3 separate regions of the Gossypium hirsutum genome follow, and regions 1 and 3 are each linked to region 2. Evidence: chromatin contacts called from public Hi-C data. All regions are on one chromosome and are shown on one strand. Each heading gives the region's core, a stretch centred on a gene start, on an enhancer-like site or on the middle of the called end of the contact. The rest is flanking DNA. Distances are from core to core; before and after follow the strand shown. Region 1 holds the start of LOC107950893. Region 2 holds the start of LOC107950387 (18S rRNA aminocarboxypropyltransferase). Region 3 holds the start of LOC121215392.

Evidence for each region. A called contact is a pair of places that touch in the nucleus more often than the background predicts.
Region 1: a contact with region 2 is called in a Hi-C map of leaf, with 4 times the contacts expected there. The contact joins the promoter of LOC107950893 here to the promoter of LOC107950387 in region 2. A contact is called at or near these places in 11 of 34 Hi-C or Micro-C datasets (callus, hypocotyl, leaf and 1 more).
Region 3: a contact with region 2 is called in a Hi-C map of leaf, with 4 times the contacts expected there. The contact joins the promoter of LOC121215392 here to the promoter of LOC107950387 in region 2. A contact is called at or near these places in 11 of 34 Hi-C or Micro-C datasets (callus, hypocotyl, leaf and 2 more).

The regions. Positions count from the first base shown.
Region 1 is chrD03:6,127,342-6,131,321 of Gossypium_hirsutum_v2.1, reverse strand. It overlaps LOC107950893, which reads right to left and starts at 2,279. Exons shown (of 1, transcript XM_016885811.2): 1 at 1,076-2,279. The coding sequence starts at 2,279. The coding sequence ends at 1,215. It overlaps LOC107950391 (protein NEN4), which reads left to right and starts at 3,105. Exons shown (of 4, transcript XM_041089678.1): 1 at 3,105-3,980. The coding sequence starts at 3,746.
Region 2 is chrD03:6,275,192-6,279,005 of Gossypium_hirsutum_v2.1, reverse strand. It overlaps LOC107950387 (18S rRNA aminocarboxypropyltransferase), which reads right to left and starts at 2,364. Exons shown (of 9, transcript XM_016885236.2): 1 at 2,113-2,364; 2 at 1,982-2,010; 3 at 1,821-1,867; 4 at 966-1,031; 5 at 166-206. The coding sequence starts at 2,192. It overlaps LOC107950388 (a long non-coding RNA gene), which reads right to left. Exons shown (of 3, transcript XR_005911113.1): 3 at 3,490-3,814.
Region 3 is chrD03:6,062,512-6,066,630 of Gossypium_hirsutum_v2.1, reverse strand. It overlaps LOC121215392, which reads left to right and starts at 2,420. Exons shown (of 4, transcript XM_041089848.1): 1 at 2,420-2,940; 2 at 3,080-3,298; 3 at 3,450-3,507. The coding sequence starts at 2,420.

The DNA.
Region 1 (3,980 bases), core at 1,030-3,529, 150 kb after region 2:
TTGTATTTAATATGATATTATTCTAAAAATTTATTCAAACTAACTTCCAAAATATTTATAAGAATAATAGACGATTTTAAGAGTTTGTTTCTAATGCAAGTAATTTTCGATTACATAAGATGTTTATAGATCAGGTTCGGTTTAATCATGATACTAACACATTTTATTTTTTCTAAACTCGACTCGATTTGAAGTACGAGTCTAAAATTTAGCTTAAGTCTATTCATATTTATAAATGACTAACTCAAACTCATTTTAGGTCCAACCATATTTTAATTTTTTTAAATATTTATATTATATTATTTTTTATTTAAAAATTATATATATTTTTCATTTATTAAAAAATATAAACAATTAATATTTTTTTAAATGTTTACATTATAGATTACATAATATATTATATTATAGATCATTAAAATAGATCGGGCTTGTGTCTCGAATGTTTGACTTGAGCTTGATCAATATTTTAACGGGTCTAATTTTTTTTTGTCTAAGCCTAATTTTGAGTTTAATATTTCTACCCAAACCCTCCCGAAGTTTAAATAAGCTTTTGGACTTAAATAGTAACTCAACCTATGAATAGGCTTAGTTACATGTTTTGTTTTTTTGTTTTTAATGCATTTTTATTAAAATTACCCATATTGAGACTTTATTAAAATTGTAGTCAGAGCTCAAAATAAGATATAAAACTCTCCTTATGTTAATTTTTTTATTCACAATATTCAAATTCGAGATGATAAAATTATTTGAGATTTATCATAATAAGAGTGTTGATTGTGGACGAAAGATGAAATGTGATAATATAGATAGAGAAAAAGAAAAACAAATGTGCAAATTAAGATGAATTCTCGTCGGAGACTAATGATGCTCTAATACCATCGATAATGCTTACTTTAGACACATAATACGCTAGATATTTATTTGGAGGTGCTAATGTGTTTGATTACTTGAAGGACGCCTCCATTTTGCTTTCTGCCTTTTATATCAAGCAAATCCAACATATTAATTTGGCAAGAAAATTACACCGGTATATATTATAGCAAGGAAAGAAAATTTGCGTCAATCGCGTAGGTCTCGTCTTCTAAAATCATTGGGTCCCTATTGCATAAAGTTTTATTTTCTTGGGGGGCAATGCCTGAACGGTAAACAAAAGAGGGACCGAAAAAAAAATTCATACACAGTGTTAAAGAACAAAATTCGAGTATAGAAAAATTTCATGCACTTTGTGCCTCTAAGAAAGCATTAAAATCGTCCCTAGCTTTACGCAAACGAGGCGTAATGCAAGAAGCCGGTGAAGCAGGGTACGATGTTGGGGATGACGTCGAAAACCTAACATGCCGAGATGATGATTCATGGGATTTCCTGCCTGTTGTTGTTGTTGTTGTTGATCTTGTTTGATTTGAACCATTCTTCAATACCCCTTTTACATCTTTATTATCGAACACAAAAGCAGTTGAAACCGGTAAATGTGCATCGTTCCCAAGGTTATTGATCAACTCCAATGGAAGATCAAAGTATAGATCACCAACATCATGGTCTGGTATTATTGTTGATGAAGCCCATGATCCACATTCAAACTTTTCAAGGGAAACTGTTCTCGATATCACATTCACATTATTCTCCTTCACCCTAGGTTCTCTTTTTCTTGTCCTCACTTGCTTTGCCTTGGTAAATCCTGGTAGCAACAGGCAAAGGGCACCGCATTTGAAGTCAACTTCATTACTACCATCCATTTCCTGATTGTTAACATTGGGTTTGGAGATTAAACCTCCATGCCTATGATGCTTGTACATCCATAGATCATCAAGTTCATCCGGTGGTCCATATGTTCTTCCATCTCCACATGACTTGCTTCTCCAAAACGTCGTGTTTTGAAGTGATGGGTTCTTATTGACCAACTCGTCAACCTGTTGAGGCAACGCTTGGCTTTCGTGTTTCAAGTTCTTCCTCGAGCCGAATCGAGGGGAAGAAGTCGCGGAGTTTGGAAGGCTGCAACTTAAGAACTTGTGCTTTGCGGGGAGCAAAGGGGGTGGAAAAGGGTAATCAGTTTCAGCTTGAGGTGGTAACATCATGTTGAAACTTATTTCTCCCATGGATGATTCTCGTAATGAAATTGGATCAACGGATATTTGTTTTTCCCTTTGCAGGCTATTCTTCTTGTCTAGGGTCTTAGGCACTTGAATAGCAAAGTCAAGCTCATGAAGGTCCTTGTAAATTTCATCGAGTTCTCGAGCAATTTTGTTGGTGGTGGGAACTATTTTCGAAGTAGAAAGTGCCATTGAATTGAAAAGAAACAAAACTGTGAGGATGAAATGAAACGATGAGATCGTCTAACAGCCAGGACCATATATTGGTAGAGCAGCTCTGTAAGTGATTTGCATGTCGCATGATTAAAGGCTGATCACCATTACAAAATTCACTTATCTTTACAATAATTAACTGTTGATGCGTGCCACAACCACTCTAACACCACTCACTTTGTTAACTTGGTCAAAATACAAAAATAATTAAAATTTTATTTGTGCTTCTAAATGCTTGCACGTTCATACCCTCTCAAGCTACACAACCTTAAATCATTTTTAAAACAGATCAAACCATTTGGTTTGTGTTCACACTTTAGTCGGTTTGTTTTGATTGTTTAAAATTGACTCTTGGAATAATGATTATTATACTTATAAATATTTTATTTAATTTTAGTTTTAGAAATAAATAAAAATCTTGAGTAAATTGGTAGCTCTCAAAAATCAGACTAACTTGATCATTGTCAACTTCAAAAATAAGTAACTAAATGCTAATAATTTGTTGTCAATTGTATAATTAAGGAGCACATGTTAAATGTCTCTTTTAAGCTGGTTGAGTTTGTTGTGAGTTGTTGTAGCTGTTACAACTGTTATTAATCAGTTGCAGGGTCCCTATGGTGATGTGTGTGCTGCAACAGTCTGCTATAAATGGCTAGGAGCTATAGTTTCCTCCTTAAGTTGATTATCTCGACAATATTTGCTTCAATCCAACTATGGACAAATCTATAGAATAAAGTAGAAGTGAGAACTTTTTGGCCCAATTGATATAATTGCCTTGGGCTTCTTGGGCCGCTCCTGTCTTCAACCGAACACATAATAGGTGTGTTGCAACTTGCAATACAAAAAAATATAGAATTTATATTCATTTTCCTTTTTGTTACATTTATGCATGTATGGTTAGGATTATGGCAAAAGAGAGCCTTTATCCCAAAGTTTCCATTTTCCTCCAATGACGTCAATATAGTATATGTTCATCCTAAAATTCTCCCAGCCCTGAGATGTGAATGTTCCCAAGGAATATTTGTTTGTAGGGTAAGCAGATGTAGAATTCTAAGGAATCAATTCCCTTTCCAAACAAACTTGCTTCATATCTTCCATCGTAAATATCATGTTTTCTACATCTTTATTATTTTAATGGAGAGAAAAGCGTCAACTTGTCCAAAAGGTTGCTGCTCCAAACAGAAATGGCTAACAACATGGTAACATAACAATGAAGGAAAACCAACCCAAAGCCCTTTGCATAAGGCAATCCTCCAAAGCCTAAAAACTATAGACTTGAACTACAAGACAATCAAATCTCTAATGCCAAGAATTCTCTTCTTCCACCCTTGTATTATCTCCTTTTCTTTCCCATCTTCCATCCCCCATTTATACCAGGATTCACAATCTCAATCCACATCACCCAAAAAAAACTTGAAACCAAAAACCAGTAAACTTGCAGAAAAATGGAGGGTTTTATTCCATGCCAAGAAGGGTCAGCAGAAATTGTGTTTTTCGACATAGAAACTACAGTACCCAACAGAACCGGTCAAAGGTTCTGTGTATTGGAGTTTGGTGCCATTGTAGTGTGTCCAAGGAACCTGGTTGAGCTAGAGAGTTATAGTACCCTGATAAAGCCCAAGGACTTGTCTGTTGTTGCATTGAGGTCCGGCAGGTCTGATGGGATAACTAGAGATGCTG
Region 2 (3,814 bases), core at 1,115-3,614:
TGATGATGAGTAACACCATCAACTTAGGAAAAGCAAATGTCAAAGTTGTTCAACGTGGCATCCTGAGCATTTGGCCCGATAATAGGTGCATGTATGCTGCTAACTAAAAGAAGGGAGTTCAAATCATCCTTTCCCCAAAACAAAAAGAAGATTTATTGAAAGTACCTTAAAACAATGCCGCCAAAACCACTATTTACACGCAAATCCTGCATGAAATCATTTATTGCTCCAGATTAGTAGAAAGTGAATATGACCTTAAGGTCAAAATGACTGAATCAATTGATTGATCTTACGTAAACTAATTGCACTCACAAGTTACTACTATTCTCTAAATCGACCATTGACAAATCATTTGACTGGCTAATAATGCAAGATCCTAAACTCAACAAGACAATTTATGAATATTAGAACCAATTTCCAAGCCTCTGGAAGTGAAAGCTGAAATTTCAATTTCCTAAAGCTTAAATTTGGGATTGCTTATGAGGGCAGAATCTATTTGTATCAGATGACTATGCTAAACAGTAGTCGTTATTAATACCAGGAACCAAGAGCCAACTTCAAAAATTCAATGTTAACTTTTCCATTTTACCTTTCTAAAAGCCCATAGAAGTTTTCTAGGAATTTCACTCTCTCTTCTCTGCATGTAAAACTCTGCATATCTTATTTCAAAATAGATGTGATTTACTGCCACCAGACACCCATTGGCAGGCTATTCATACCCAATTTCCACCCATAAGTCTCTTAGTTATCTTTCACTCTTACTTATTCCAACCTTAGGTATGGTGCGCAAATTTGTCTTGAATCCAACACAATGACACATTTCTCATGCAAAACAACTACAAAACAAGCCATGCACTGTAATGTCTACGGAGCACAAAGCACATTTGACGTGACATAAATAAGATAAATTCAAACATGCATAACAAAATTAAATTTCAGGGAAATTTAGTCTAGTAGATACTTTCTTTCAACAACCCAAATCTTGCAAGTTTGCGCCCAGTGCACCTTTTTGCATCACACTGTCCAAAATCCTGAGTCAACAAGAAGAAAACAATGAGGGTAATCCATGCAAGCAATTATTAAAGAAAAAGAAAATCAAAAGGCCAACTGTCAAACACCATTTTAAGAACGATTTGATCACGGATTCAAAATAATAAGCAAAGCTAAAGAAGACAATGACTTGGCATTGCTGGCAATTACCATTGTGATAGCAATATGCTTGAAGTCATCAATCCATAGAAGCCACTTTTTAAGGAAAAGGCATTTTTCAAAAAAAAAAAAAGATATTAAAGAATAAGATGTTCTTTGATAAACTGAAAATTTTAAGTGTGTTTAATAAACTGAAAAGTTAAGTGTTTAAATTTAAGTATCAAAATTGTTTTATAAAAATTGTTTAGTATATTACTGAAAATTAAGTACTCAATATAATTACACTATTTGTAGCTGTAAATATTTAATAATGAGAAACTATTCATTTCACGATTTAAACCTTATTAACCTAATTTATTATTATTATTTTGGATAGTTCTAAATAAAAAATTAAAAAGGAGTAATTTAAATATATCTTCTTTAGTGGAAAAAAAACAGTTCAAATATAAAACTGCAACATGTTCTGCATTTAAATTGATTAGTCCCGTTCAAAACTTGTTTCTGAAAATTTCCTGTTAATAGATAATATGAGTTATCAAACACATTCTGATCAAACAAAAGTTCCCTATCACAAATTCTACGAACACATAAAAACTTCCATTAAAGCTAGCCAAAAAAAATTAATTTCAATAACATTTAACCAAAAAAAGAAGTAGGAGAAAAATACAAACCCACATAGCAAGTTGAACTTTAGGAACATTGGGTTCCTCTTCGGGAGCTGCATGGAGAAGGAAAATAGAAAAAAAGCAATTAACAGTGGCAAAACATCAAACACATGATATATCCAAACAAAACAATTGAAGTAATGAAGATATGGTTATGGAATTAGTACGTTGATCATGTGGGAGAGATTCATCTTCCCTGGAAAAGTACAGCAATAAAGGAAAAATAAAAGCTTAGAAGATTGATTTTGAAATTAGATTGGTTTAAAAGTGAAATTGAAAAAGAAAAACAAAACAGAACCTTTGGAATTGATGGTTTCTGCTAGACTGTCCCCGATGAGAGTTATGGGTTTTGAAACGCCGGGGCTTGTTGTGACCCATTCCCTTTCTATTTCGTATTTTAGCTCTGAAATAACTGGACTTCGACGAGAAAGAGTGGTGATCACGGGGGCTTTGCTTTTGTGTTCTGCTTAGGCGGGTCGGTGGGGGCGGCGGCTCCTACTAGTTCCTAAACCGATTCGGCCCAAAAAGAAAAAAGCAGAAGTAGATACCTAGCTAATGGTGTGATATCTAAAAATTTGAGGTGATTATGGACCGAGTTAAGTTTAAATGGGGCTTATGGAAGGTATTTAAATTAATTTTTTAAGTTTGAGTTCGGTTTGATTTAAAAAATAAGTTTTTTTTTTATTTTTGTTCAAGTTTGAGTCAATTTAAAAAATGTAAATTTGAGCTCGATTTGATCCGTTTATATTTAATTTGCAACATAAATAGCTTTTTAAATATATATATTTTTTAAAAATAAATAACTTTTTTTATCAAAGATTTTATAAAATGAACTTTTTAGAGACCTCCAATGACCAATCCTAGCATGAATTGCTAAGGATCCAATAAGTTCAATATTGGTCCCTTCAAACATGTCAATTGGGCAAATGCGTCCATAGCGATTAGGATGGATATCTCGTATCCAAAAATTAGTAGTTCGTCCGATCAATCCTTCGGGTCCAAATAACTCAATTTTCTCCCATGCAGTATTTGTGTCAATGGATTTGTTCGATGGTACTAAAAAATGCTAAAATAAAATTTTTCTAACACATTAAAAAGTATTTATATTTTACTGTATTAAATATAATTTTTAAAATTTTATATTTTGGGATAGACTATTTAGCTGGATAAGTTTTTTTTTTAAGTTTTGGGTAATGGGTTTAATTGTTATTGGGTCAGTGATTTAATATAAATATATATAATTTTTATTTAACATATATAATTAATATAATATTTTTATAACATAATATTTTTGGATTGGGCATGGCTCGGACCAAAAAAATCCTTACCCAAGGCTCGATCCATATAAAAAATGAGACTTAAAATTCATTCAAACCTACATTCTAGTAACAATTTAACTTTTGGTCGGGGTACATTACTCCAATGTAAATAATATTTGTCAATGTGGATAAATGTTGAAACTCCATATTTTGATGATACTTGTTCTCAGGATAGGGTTTGAACTTTTTCATTTAAATTAGTCCTTAAATTTAGTAATTATTTTTACATTAAGACTTGAATTTTTTTTTATCCAAGTTAATCTCTAAACTTTACTTGTTAAACTCTTAGTTGGACATTTTGAAAAGTGTAGCTCTTTACGAGAACAATGATGATCTATAAACATTTACCCTATATATTTTTAAGTAAATTGTACCTAAATGAAATTTTAATTAACAAAAAAGAGTGTCATGTTACAAACGGAGCATTCTATAGAATAAAAATAAAAAAAGAACTTATACAATATACAGCTGGCTAATAATAAGATTATTCATGCTAATTCTTACCCCAGTTAGTCTCAATCTTATAACCTTTTTAATTTCCTCAAGCAGAGCATTCTTAGATCTCTGCTCACTTCCAAACTGTCGTTGGTTCCTCTCCCTCCATATTGAATTAATGTATGTTGACCATGCCAATCTCAATAATATGGCTAAGAAATAAGAATGCTTTTCCTTTAAGTTCGG
Region 3 (4,119 bases), core at 1,171-3,670, 210 kb after region 2:
TTCAACGAGGCTTCATTTGTGTTGGTAAACACTCGTTTTGGTTCGAGTTTACCTTTTAAAAATTAGGTGTGTGATATCTATTTAATTATTTAATTTAGTATTTGTAGTAATTTTTCTTTATATTATTTTTCAGGGTTTGTAGTTTCTTCTCCTAATAATGTTAATTTTTTAAATGTTTAAATTTGCATCTCTCTTTGAAAGTACAATATACCCAACATTTGTTGGTATAAATAATTTTAATTGAAACTATATATATAGATATAAATTTACTAGGTTTTTGAATGAGTTTAATAATTAAAAAAGTCTGCTACCCTAGCACGTCTCTGTCTGCCTCTCTGGCAAGTTTTTTCTTCTGGTTTTCTTTTGGCGGCGCTCATCTCCATTTATTTGAAGTGATGTCTTTAACGGAGGCTTCGGGTACAACATCCATGGAATCAGAATTTGCGGGTTTATCTCTTGATGAAGAAGAAAAAGAGATCCTGCAAGCACAAGGTGACTCAGATTTAATTAATAATGAAGAATCTCTTAGTTTGGTTGGTTGTTTTCTTACAGCCAGTATCATCCATTATCCAGCAATGAAAAGCACAATGGCTAATCTTTGGCATCCGGTCAAGGGTGTTCAAATTAGAGATCTGGGAAAAAAGGTACTCGTTTAAGTTTTTCCATGTTATTGACATGGAAAGAGTTATTAAAGGGGCTCCTTGGGCATTCATTAATCATCTACTAATTTTACACAAGTTACAAGGGGGAAGATCCACTAAAAGTTCCTCTAACCTCATCACCTTCTTGGGTTCAAATACATGATGTGCCTATAGGGTTTTATTCTAATAAATTAGCGATGCAGTTAGGGAATTTTATTGGAATTTTTCAAGAATACGATGGATCTAGTTTGGGGAAAGAAAATATGAATTTCATGAGGATAACAGTTCAAGTTGACGTTCGGCACCCTCTCAAAAGGAAAAAGCAGGTTATGTTTAAAAACAAGTGCTCTTATGTTAGATTTAAGTACGAAAGATTGACTCTTTTTTGTTTCTACTGTGGCCGTCTTGGACATAGTGACTCCTTTTGTGAGGAAAAAATGGAGGCAAGGGTTGAAGTTGATGTGATGGGATGGGATTTATCTCTGCGTGCACAATCAAGAAGAGCCCAAGCAATGAGGAGTGTATGGTTACGGGAGGAAGGAGGTTCTGGGGGAGGAATGAGTGGAGGAAATAATGAAAGGGGAAACGTAGGAACTTTTACGGGAAGTGTTGATCCTATCTTAGGTTTTAATCTAGAAGGTAATGGGTTCTCCTCACAAATAGAAAGGGTTAGACCTTTAAATGATTATAGTCAAATGGCTATAGAACAGGAGTTGGAGAATGAGATGATTATTGGAGAAGAGGGAAAAAAGAGAGGGAGAAAGGATATTGAGAATAGTAGGGAGATGGAAGGGAGAGATAGGAAAGTACAAGGATTCAATCATTTATTATCGGCGGCTGTCAAGAGGCAAGCCGACCGATCGCAATGAAAATACTAAGTTGAAATGTCTGAGGTTTGGGGAATCCTGGAACAGTTCATCGACTTCGACACTCGCTGAAGAAACACTATCCCCTAGTGATCTTCTTAATGGAGACAAAAATAAACAAAAAAGAATGAAAAAAATTCGAAGAAGTTGTGGATTTCACTTTGGAATTGATGTGGATTCAATTGGATCTAGAGGAGGACTTTGTTCAGCATGGAGAAAGAACGCTAGTATTGCACTACAGAGTTTTTCAAATAGACATATTGCTGTGATCATTGAGGAAGAATGAGATGGAGAAAAGTGGATATTTACAGGTTTTTATGGTTCCCTTATTCATATGATAGGGAGGAATCATGGAACTTGTTGCGACAATTAAGAAACCAAGGAGATGACCCATGGCTGGTTTGTGGGGATTTTAATGAAATCTTATATAATTTCGAGAAGAAAGGTGGTCTACCTAGAGAAGAAAAAAGAATGGAAGCATTTCAGAAGGCCTTGGAAGACTGTTGTTTAGTGGATTTGGGTTATTCAGGTAGGAGGTTTACGTGGGAGAAGGGAAATTTGCCAGAATCTAATATCCAAGAAAGATTAGACAGAAGAGTGGCAATAGAATGATAGAGTGATTTATTTCCAAATTTTCTTATTCAACACCTCCCTCATTCTTTCTCAGACCATTGTCCACTTCTCATTGATACGGATCAGAGAGTTAGAAGGATAGCATATCAGAGGTTCAGGTTTGAAGCATGGTGGATTTTGGAAGATACTTTCTTGGATGAGACTAAAAGTATTTGAGAAAACTCAACAGGAGACCTTATGCAGAAGCTGGAAAATTTAAAACGAGGGTTACAAAGGTCGAGTGTCCAGTTCCAACAGAATAAAAGGATGACAAACGAGGTCTTATTGTCAAAATTAGAAATGTTGCTTGATGCAGATAGAAGTGAGAACTTGGCAGAGATTATTGACACAAAAATCCATCTGAACTTAGAAATTGAAAAGGATGAAAGCTATTGGGAGCAGAGGGCTAGAATTAATTGGTTAAAAATGGGAGACAGAAATACAAGTTTCTTTCATAAACAAGCATCGCAACGAAGGAGGCAAAACAGAATCCACAAGTTGCAGGGTGAAGATGGCAGGGCAACTGAAGAATGGAAGAATATGGAGGAAATTGCCAGATCGTACTTTTTACGATTGTTTTCAACAGGAGGGCAACATAACTTTGAGAATATCTTGACAGGTATTAGAAGGTGTATTTCTGAGGAAGATAACATTAAACTTAATGCAAGGTTCACAAAAGATGAAATTCGGGAAGCTCTTTCAGGAATGGGGCCTGCAAAAACACCGGGAGAGGATGGTTTCCTAGCCTTATTCTATCAAAAGTGTTGGTCAATTGTTGGGGATGACATCTCCAATTTTTTGTCTCCAAAGATTAAACGAAGGTATAGAGTTCCAATCAATTAATAAAACAAATATTGTGCTCATCCCAAAAATCCAAAATCCCTCGAGCGTTACCCATTTTAGACCTATTAGTTTATGTAATGTGATTTACAAACTGATTGCTAAAGTCATTGCGAATAGGCTACGAGGGTTAATTCATAAATGTATTGATTTAGCTCAGAGTGCTTTTGTTCCAGGAAGGCTGATTTCTGATAATGTGTTACTTGCTTATGAAATTCTGCACACTTTGAAACTGAAGAGATTGGGGAAAAAAGGATTCATGGCTCTTAAACTGGACATGAGTAAGGCATATGATAGGGTTGAATGGGAGTTTGTTAGAGGAGTAATGGAAAAAATGGGGTTTGACCCATGATGGATTGATTTAGTACTGACTTGTGTCTCTTCAGTCTCTTACTCTGAGTTTCAATGGAAATATCGGTCAAACGTTTCTCCCATCGAGAGGTCTTAGGCAAGGGGATCCTCTAAGTTCATTTTTATTCCTTATTTGTAGAGGACTCTCAAGTCTAATGAGGTTAGCACAAGAGGAAAATGTTTTGAAAGGTGTTAAAGTAAGTCGAAGATGGCCGACTATCTCCCATTTATTATTTGCAAATGATTGTATTTTATTTGCTGAAGCTACAGATAGGGGAGCACATTCATTAAAACAGATACTGCAAGAATACGAGACAAGTTCTGGGCCCCGTGTGAATTTTGAAAAATCGACTTTTTTCTTCAGTACTAATACAAAAGAGAGTGAAAGGAGTGTTGTTTCACAGATCCTTGGAGTTAGAAGAGCTAATGATTTTGAGCAATATCTAGGACTTCCTAGTATGGTGGGGAAAAGAAAGAGATTATCTTTTCAAAACTTGAAAGATAGACTCAAGAAAAAATCAACACTTTATTAGATATCTCTCACAAGGAGGAAAGGAAGTGTTTATCAAGGCAGTTCTACAAGCTATCCCAACATACTCGATGGCTTGTTTCCTACTCCCTAAGACGCTCTGTACAGATTTGGATAGAATAATAGCCAACTTCTGGTGGCAAGAGACTTAATAAAAAAGCTATCCACTGGTGCGCTTGGAAGGATTTATTTCTATTAAAAGAAGATGGTGGTCTCGGTTTTCGTGATTTTGCTAAATTTAACGTTGCATTATTAGCGAAGCAGGGATGACGTCTTATTA